Regions from separate parts of the Sus scrofa genome. Here region 1 is linked to region 2. A link is a contact called in public Hi-C data. All regions are on one chromosome and are shown on one strand. The core of a region is the stretch at or near the end of the contact, and the rest is flanking DNA. Distances in the headings are between cores, read along the strand shown. Region 1 has its middle 200 kb from the start of FOXN3. Region 2 overlaps FOXN3 (forkhead box N3).

The links. A called contact is a pair of places that touch in the nucleus more often than the background predicts.
Region 1: a Hi-C map of liver shows a contact between it and region 2, with 1.5 times the contacts expected there. The contact joins two enhancer-like sites. A contact is called at or near these places in 1 of 47 Hi-C or Micro-C datasets (liver) and 1 of 2 datasets of contacts at active chromatin or transcription factors (alveolar macrophages).

Annotation. Positions count from the first base shown.
Region 1 is chr7:111,535,292-111,538,006 of Sscrofa11.1, reverse strand. No RefSeq gene overlaps it. Among named protein-coding and RNA genes, the nearest start is that of FOXN3, 200 kb to the right of the region's middle. Within about 2 kb of position 1,451, at least 76 of the 83 cell types and tissues checked have an H3K27ac peak or open chromatin away from gene starts, as enhancers often do. A contact at or near this core is called in liver, where this site is marked.
Region 2 is chr7:111,209,227-111,211,956 of Sscrofa11.1, reverse strand. All of the region lies in intron 3 of FOXN3 (forkhead box N3), which reads left to right. Among named protein-coding and RNA genes, the nearest start is that of FOXN3, 130 kb to the left of the region's middle. Within about 2 kb of position 1,391, at least 8 of the 83 cell types and tissues checked have an H3K27ac peak or open chromatin away from gene starts, as enhancers often do. A contact at or near this core is called in liver, where this site is marked.

The DNA of each region.
Region 1 (2,715 bases), core at 202-2,701, 330 kb before region 2:
AGTTAGAATCTTGAATAAGCTGGGACAAGATGGAAACTTAACCAGGGAACATGTGAATCTGAATGCTGCAAGGGGTGGACTGTAGTGTATGCTTTTGGTACTTTGCCCAAACCCTCTCAGACCCCCTTTACTTGTTCACCGTCCCCATCCTCTAGCTTCCGGGTGCTTCTCTCCTAATGGCTCACACCTCCAGCCTTCAAAGAACTACCCTTAATCTATTAGAGTCCCTTCACCTAGACTCACCCTGGAAGTGTTGGGTGTTCAGGAAGGCCCATCGCCAGGGGCTGGTAAGAGCAGGGGTGTAAAAACCCAGCTCCCTTGCTTCAGGGCCGAGCAACTCTCTGTGTAATTTGTGCCCCACAGCTGCCTCTGGATCAAGCTGAGGCTGGAACTTGACCTTACATTCCTGCCTTGCTTGCCTTATCCTCCTGCCCTATTCTGCTTCCCTTATTTGTGTCTTCTGGAAGCTTGTCCTTAATAAATTACTTGCACAATCAAGAATCAAGACAAAACAAGACAGTTTCCTAATAGCAAATAAACTCTCTGTGCACAGGCCCTGTTTGGGGGGGGGAAATCTTTTAATCTCCCACAATACGTAGCCCACCATGGGATACACACAACAAGTTGATCTGGATTTTGGCAAATTCTTTGGTTTAGATTCTCTTCCTTTAGTAAGAATCTGAGAACCCTAAGTTGCAACTCCCTTGCTACATTACAGACTGGGACATCTGTAAATTATCGATGATAAATCAGTGTAAACTCTATGTGCCAGGTTTTCTGGACAACCTCGATTTCAGCTTCTCCATCTCCTTGTCAGACCATTTCCAGACAGCGTGTCCCAGTTGGTGTGTTGGTTGGATGGCAAAGGACGGGACGATGTGCTAGCCAAGAGGCAGCTGACGGAGGACACTTAACTATTTAAAAAAAAAGCAGGGACCTTGAAGTTAAGCAAGACTGGACATCAAATTCTGGCTCCACGCCAACCGGTTCTCCGACCGTAGCCACATTTTATTCATGTTCAAATGAAGGTACTAGCTCCTGCTTCACAGCACAGAAAATGAGTTCATGTATGCCAAGTGCTTAACATTGCTCCTCGACCTAGTAAAGCTCAAAAAAGGGTTCCTTTCAGAAGGCGGATAAAGGTCCTCAGCGGAGTTTGGGGACGTCACTGTCCTTACACAGCCAGTCCCGGGAGAGGCAATGCCGAAGTGTTTCCGTTCATTTCTCCTCTGCGGGCACAGGACACAAGCCAAATGAAGAGAGGACGTCTTCCCGGCCGGAAGGGTCGACCTCAAAGGAGGACGGCCCGGGCCCTGGGCCACCATGTAGCTCCTCGCCCGCCGCTCCGACCCTCCCCCACTTCCCTCCGGGCTGGGCTGAAGTAGGTGAAGGGTGGAAGCCTAGAGACTGCGCCGCGGAGGCGGAAGGCCGCCGCCGGTTTCCTAGCAACGGCCGCCCCGCCCCATCCCACCCTGCGTGGCGCGGCGGCGCCGGGAAGCGGGGGGCGGGCCGCCGTTGCTATGGTAGCGCGTCCGCCCCGCCGGACGCCGGCGGAACCTGCAGGAAGCTAGGGCTCTGGGCCCCGCGTGAGCTGCGGGGCGACCTTCCCCCACCCCACCGCCAGCTCCAGCTTCGGTCCGGCGGGGACCTGCGCCATCTGTAAGCGTGGCCGCCGGGCTGCAAGGCCGCTTGGTCCCCACTCGCTTCCCAGCCGCCTGGGCCAGCTAACGGCCTGGCTGTCTCGTGAGGACAGAGTTGGTCATCCGGGCCAGGTCTAGGCTGAATTAACTGTTTTGGAATTTCATTGGACCTTTTTTCCTCTACCGTTGCAAGAGACACGTACATGTGTGTACACACACACACACACACACACCCAGGGTCCCGTTCTTTTCTATCAAGTGTTTCACCTGAAGGATCTTTAATCTTGGAAAGAGAATATGCAGAAAACAGAGCGGCTTCCAAAATTAGCCTTTTAAAACGACACTACAAATAAGTATCATATTTCATGAGGCCCATTTTTAAACTGAAAATGCCCATGGCTGGAAGGGTATTCTGGATTCTGGACTTGAATTTGCATTCTTCTGAATTCCTCTCTGCAATGATCTGCGTTTGGGCAATTCAGTTGTGGGGTATTAAATTTAAACGTATTCGCCTCTAGCTAGTGTTGTGTGTTCTGATTGCTCTGTTAAAGGACCCACTCACAGAAACAAAGCCACATGCTTCTCAGTCATCCTCCGGCTCGGCTAGAGAGTATTTTTAAAAGGGGCGGAGTCAGCCACGTGTTTGTGAGTTTAATCAAATTGACAAGGGCTCTGAGCGAGAAAAGCTTGCTATCTAATGGCAAGACAGCGTTAGGTACATAGAGATGTGTTCTTTTTGGACTTATTTGAATTAGAGCTTTTCAAACAGAATCTTCTCTTGCATATATTTTTCTCGATATGCTGCAACTGGAAAATTTAAATCAAAAATCCTATTTCGTATATTCATTTTTATGGTAAATGTGTCTAGGCTGAGATTACGCATTTTCCTGATCAACGAGGAAATGCGCCGCAATCACTGTGAATTGAGCACCTTGCTGATTGAGCAACACTTGAACCTGGAGGCAAGAACGATCATAATCTCAGAATGAGAATCCTCCACAGTATATTTCACAAGCGTATTCACAGCTAACCTTTTTCTACCCTAAAGGATCATTCACTTGGAACTTTTTTATTT
Region 2 (2,730 bases), core at 142-2,641:
AGGCTCCCAGCTCTGTCCCTGGCCTCAGGTCCGGCCGCACTTGCGGTGGAGTGGTCCCCAGCTGGTCCTGGGGGCAGATGGACAGATGCAACAGCTGTGATGTCCTCTGAGGCAAGTCTGGAACAACAGCAAGAAGGAGAAAAGTGAAAAAGATGTACAGATCTGAAGGTTTTGAAATGAGGCGCTGGCATCCTCAGCCCTGCCCTGCCCCCTGAGTCTGGCCCTGAGGTAGACCAGCAGTCAGGCAAGGCGCCCCATCCTGGCCCAGGCTCTGATGAACTTCAGTGCCCTTGGGCAGGTCCTCTGCCTCCCCAGGCCTCAGCTCCTCATGTACAGGAGGGCACACGGTGGAGGACAGCCTGAGAACCCCTCAATGGCCCATCCCTGTGCTCCCTCCCAGCTCCTGCAGGCTGACTGTCATCAAACCAGGCCCAGAGCAAACCCCAGTAAATCTCAGGACGAGCTGCAGGTTAGAACCTAGCCTGGGTTCTAACTGTGACCTCGGCCAAGTTAACCTGACCTCTCTGAGCTTCCATTTTTGTCATGGCTATTGTGACATAAGAATACCTTTCTCAAAAGGGTGCCATGGGCATTAAATTAAGTATCAAAAGGCGGCATCAAATGCATTTGTGCCTGGCCCACAGGAAAATCAGTGCATTTTAATTTGATTTTCCTCACCATCCCAAGACTTTCTCTTGATAATTGTATAGTCTCATTTTTACGCATGCGGCCTCCCAACTTGACCCCTATCTATTCATTTGCATTGAAGGGCATCTTTATATATTATAGCTTCTGTAGTTTCCACTAGATGTAGGATCTGTGAATACCCAGATTCCTTTAGAGTTCTCTTTCCCTGTGCTTTAACCCTGCATGCGGATTTTACCCAAAAGATATTTATCAATGATCTCCCTTCGAAGGCAGAGCTCAGATTGTAAGTGCAAAATAATGTTCTCCTGGTTGCTCAGGGGTCATTGGCTGCCCTCCCTCCCTTTAGTCGGGGCAAAGGGCATATGGAGGGGGAGGGAGAAGTGCCCTGTAGCCCTCCCCTCTAGTGACAATTCAGTGATTTTTGCAGCGTTGGTATTTCTGGCCTTCATCTCCTTTCCCATCTGTCTGCCGAGGCCCTGGTGTACCTCCAGGTGTCACAAAGCCTGACTCTTTGGATCGGGTCACTCTTGAAGCCTAAGAGACCCATCAGTCTACTCTGGGATGGAATGGTTATAAATTCCAAGCTGTTGACTCCAAAGCACCAAATATTGTCAGAAGACTACACATTTTGCAGCTGCTGTGGAACATGCAAATGTGCCTGAGGTGGTGCCGGGCCAGGAATCGCTCCAGCTTTGTCTCATTCATTATTCCTTTGAAAAGAAGCCTCCCTCTGCTCCTAACTGAAAAGAAACCTCCTCTGAACACTTAGTGCAGAACAGAGCACTTGAAAGGTAAGGCACTCTGGCTCTCCCTTCCCTAATCATAGTGGGAAAAGTTTTCACCGCAGGCCGGCCAAAACAGTCAATTGTACGCATTCTCCACCAGATACATAATCCGTGCTTAAATCTCCTGGCGGCAGCTCATTAGTTTTCTTTTTTTCTCCTACATTCTTTTCTTCTTTGATGAGAACAAAGCCCGTCTCCTCCCTGCTCCAGATCTTCCTTCTTTCTCCCAGGAAATCTCACTCTTTTCCTTTCATCCCTCAAGAAGAAAGTCACCCAAGCAGTGTCCTTTCCTACCTGCTAAAAGATGGTCGTGAGTCTTTGTACTTTCGAATCTGTGTCCACAGATTTTTATGGCGGATCCTGCAAGGAGGTGTTCTGGCCAGAGACCCGGGCCTGACACTCTGAGGCCCCGTCACTTGAGCAGTGCCTCCTCCCAGCTCTTTCGTGGGCTGTTCTCGAGAAAGGCAGGATTGCGCATCCGGTAGCACCAATGGAATTGTATTATTGCAGCCCTTTGAAGCTCCCTCTTTCTAACCCCCTCTTACCCTCACCTCTTAGATGTGGAATTTTCTGTCATCGCTGTTGTTGAAGTCAAAGTCAGAAGCAGACCGACCTGAATTTCTCTAATGCGCCTCTTTGATGCGGAATAAAACAAAACTCACTCCCCCCCCCCCCCCCGATATGCCCAACTTCTGCGAAATGAATGAAGTCATGAATGTAGGCTCTTGAGCACTGGTAGGATTACAGGCAGACCCTGGAGATATTGCGGGTTCGGTTCCAGACCGCTGCAGTAAAGGCAGTAGCGCCACAAAGCGAGTCATAGGAAATTTTTGATTTCCTGGTGCATATAAAAGTTATGCTTCCCCTATGCGCCTGTCTTTTAAGAGTGTAGTAGTGCTACGGCTAAAAACACGGTGTACATCCCTTAACTGAAAACCGCTTTATCGTGAAAGATACCATCATCAGAGCCCTCCGTGGGTCGTAGCACTAACATCACGGGCCACAGATCACCCTAGTGAATATAACAGTAATGAGAAAGTTTGAAGTACTGTGAGAATGACCAAAACGTGACACAGAGACACGAAGGGAGCAGATGCTTTTGGAAAAATGGCACCAATAGACTCGCTTGATGCCGGGTTGCCATAAACCTTCAATCTGTGAAAAAAAAAAAAAAAATGCAATTATCTGCAAAGAGCAGTAAAGTGAAGCACAATCAAATGAAGCATGCCTGTGTAAAGAATTTAAAATCTCATTAGTCCCTCCTGCTTTGAACCCTAAGCCATTCGGGATCTTGGGT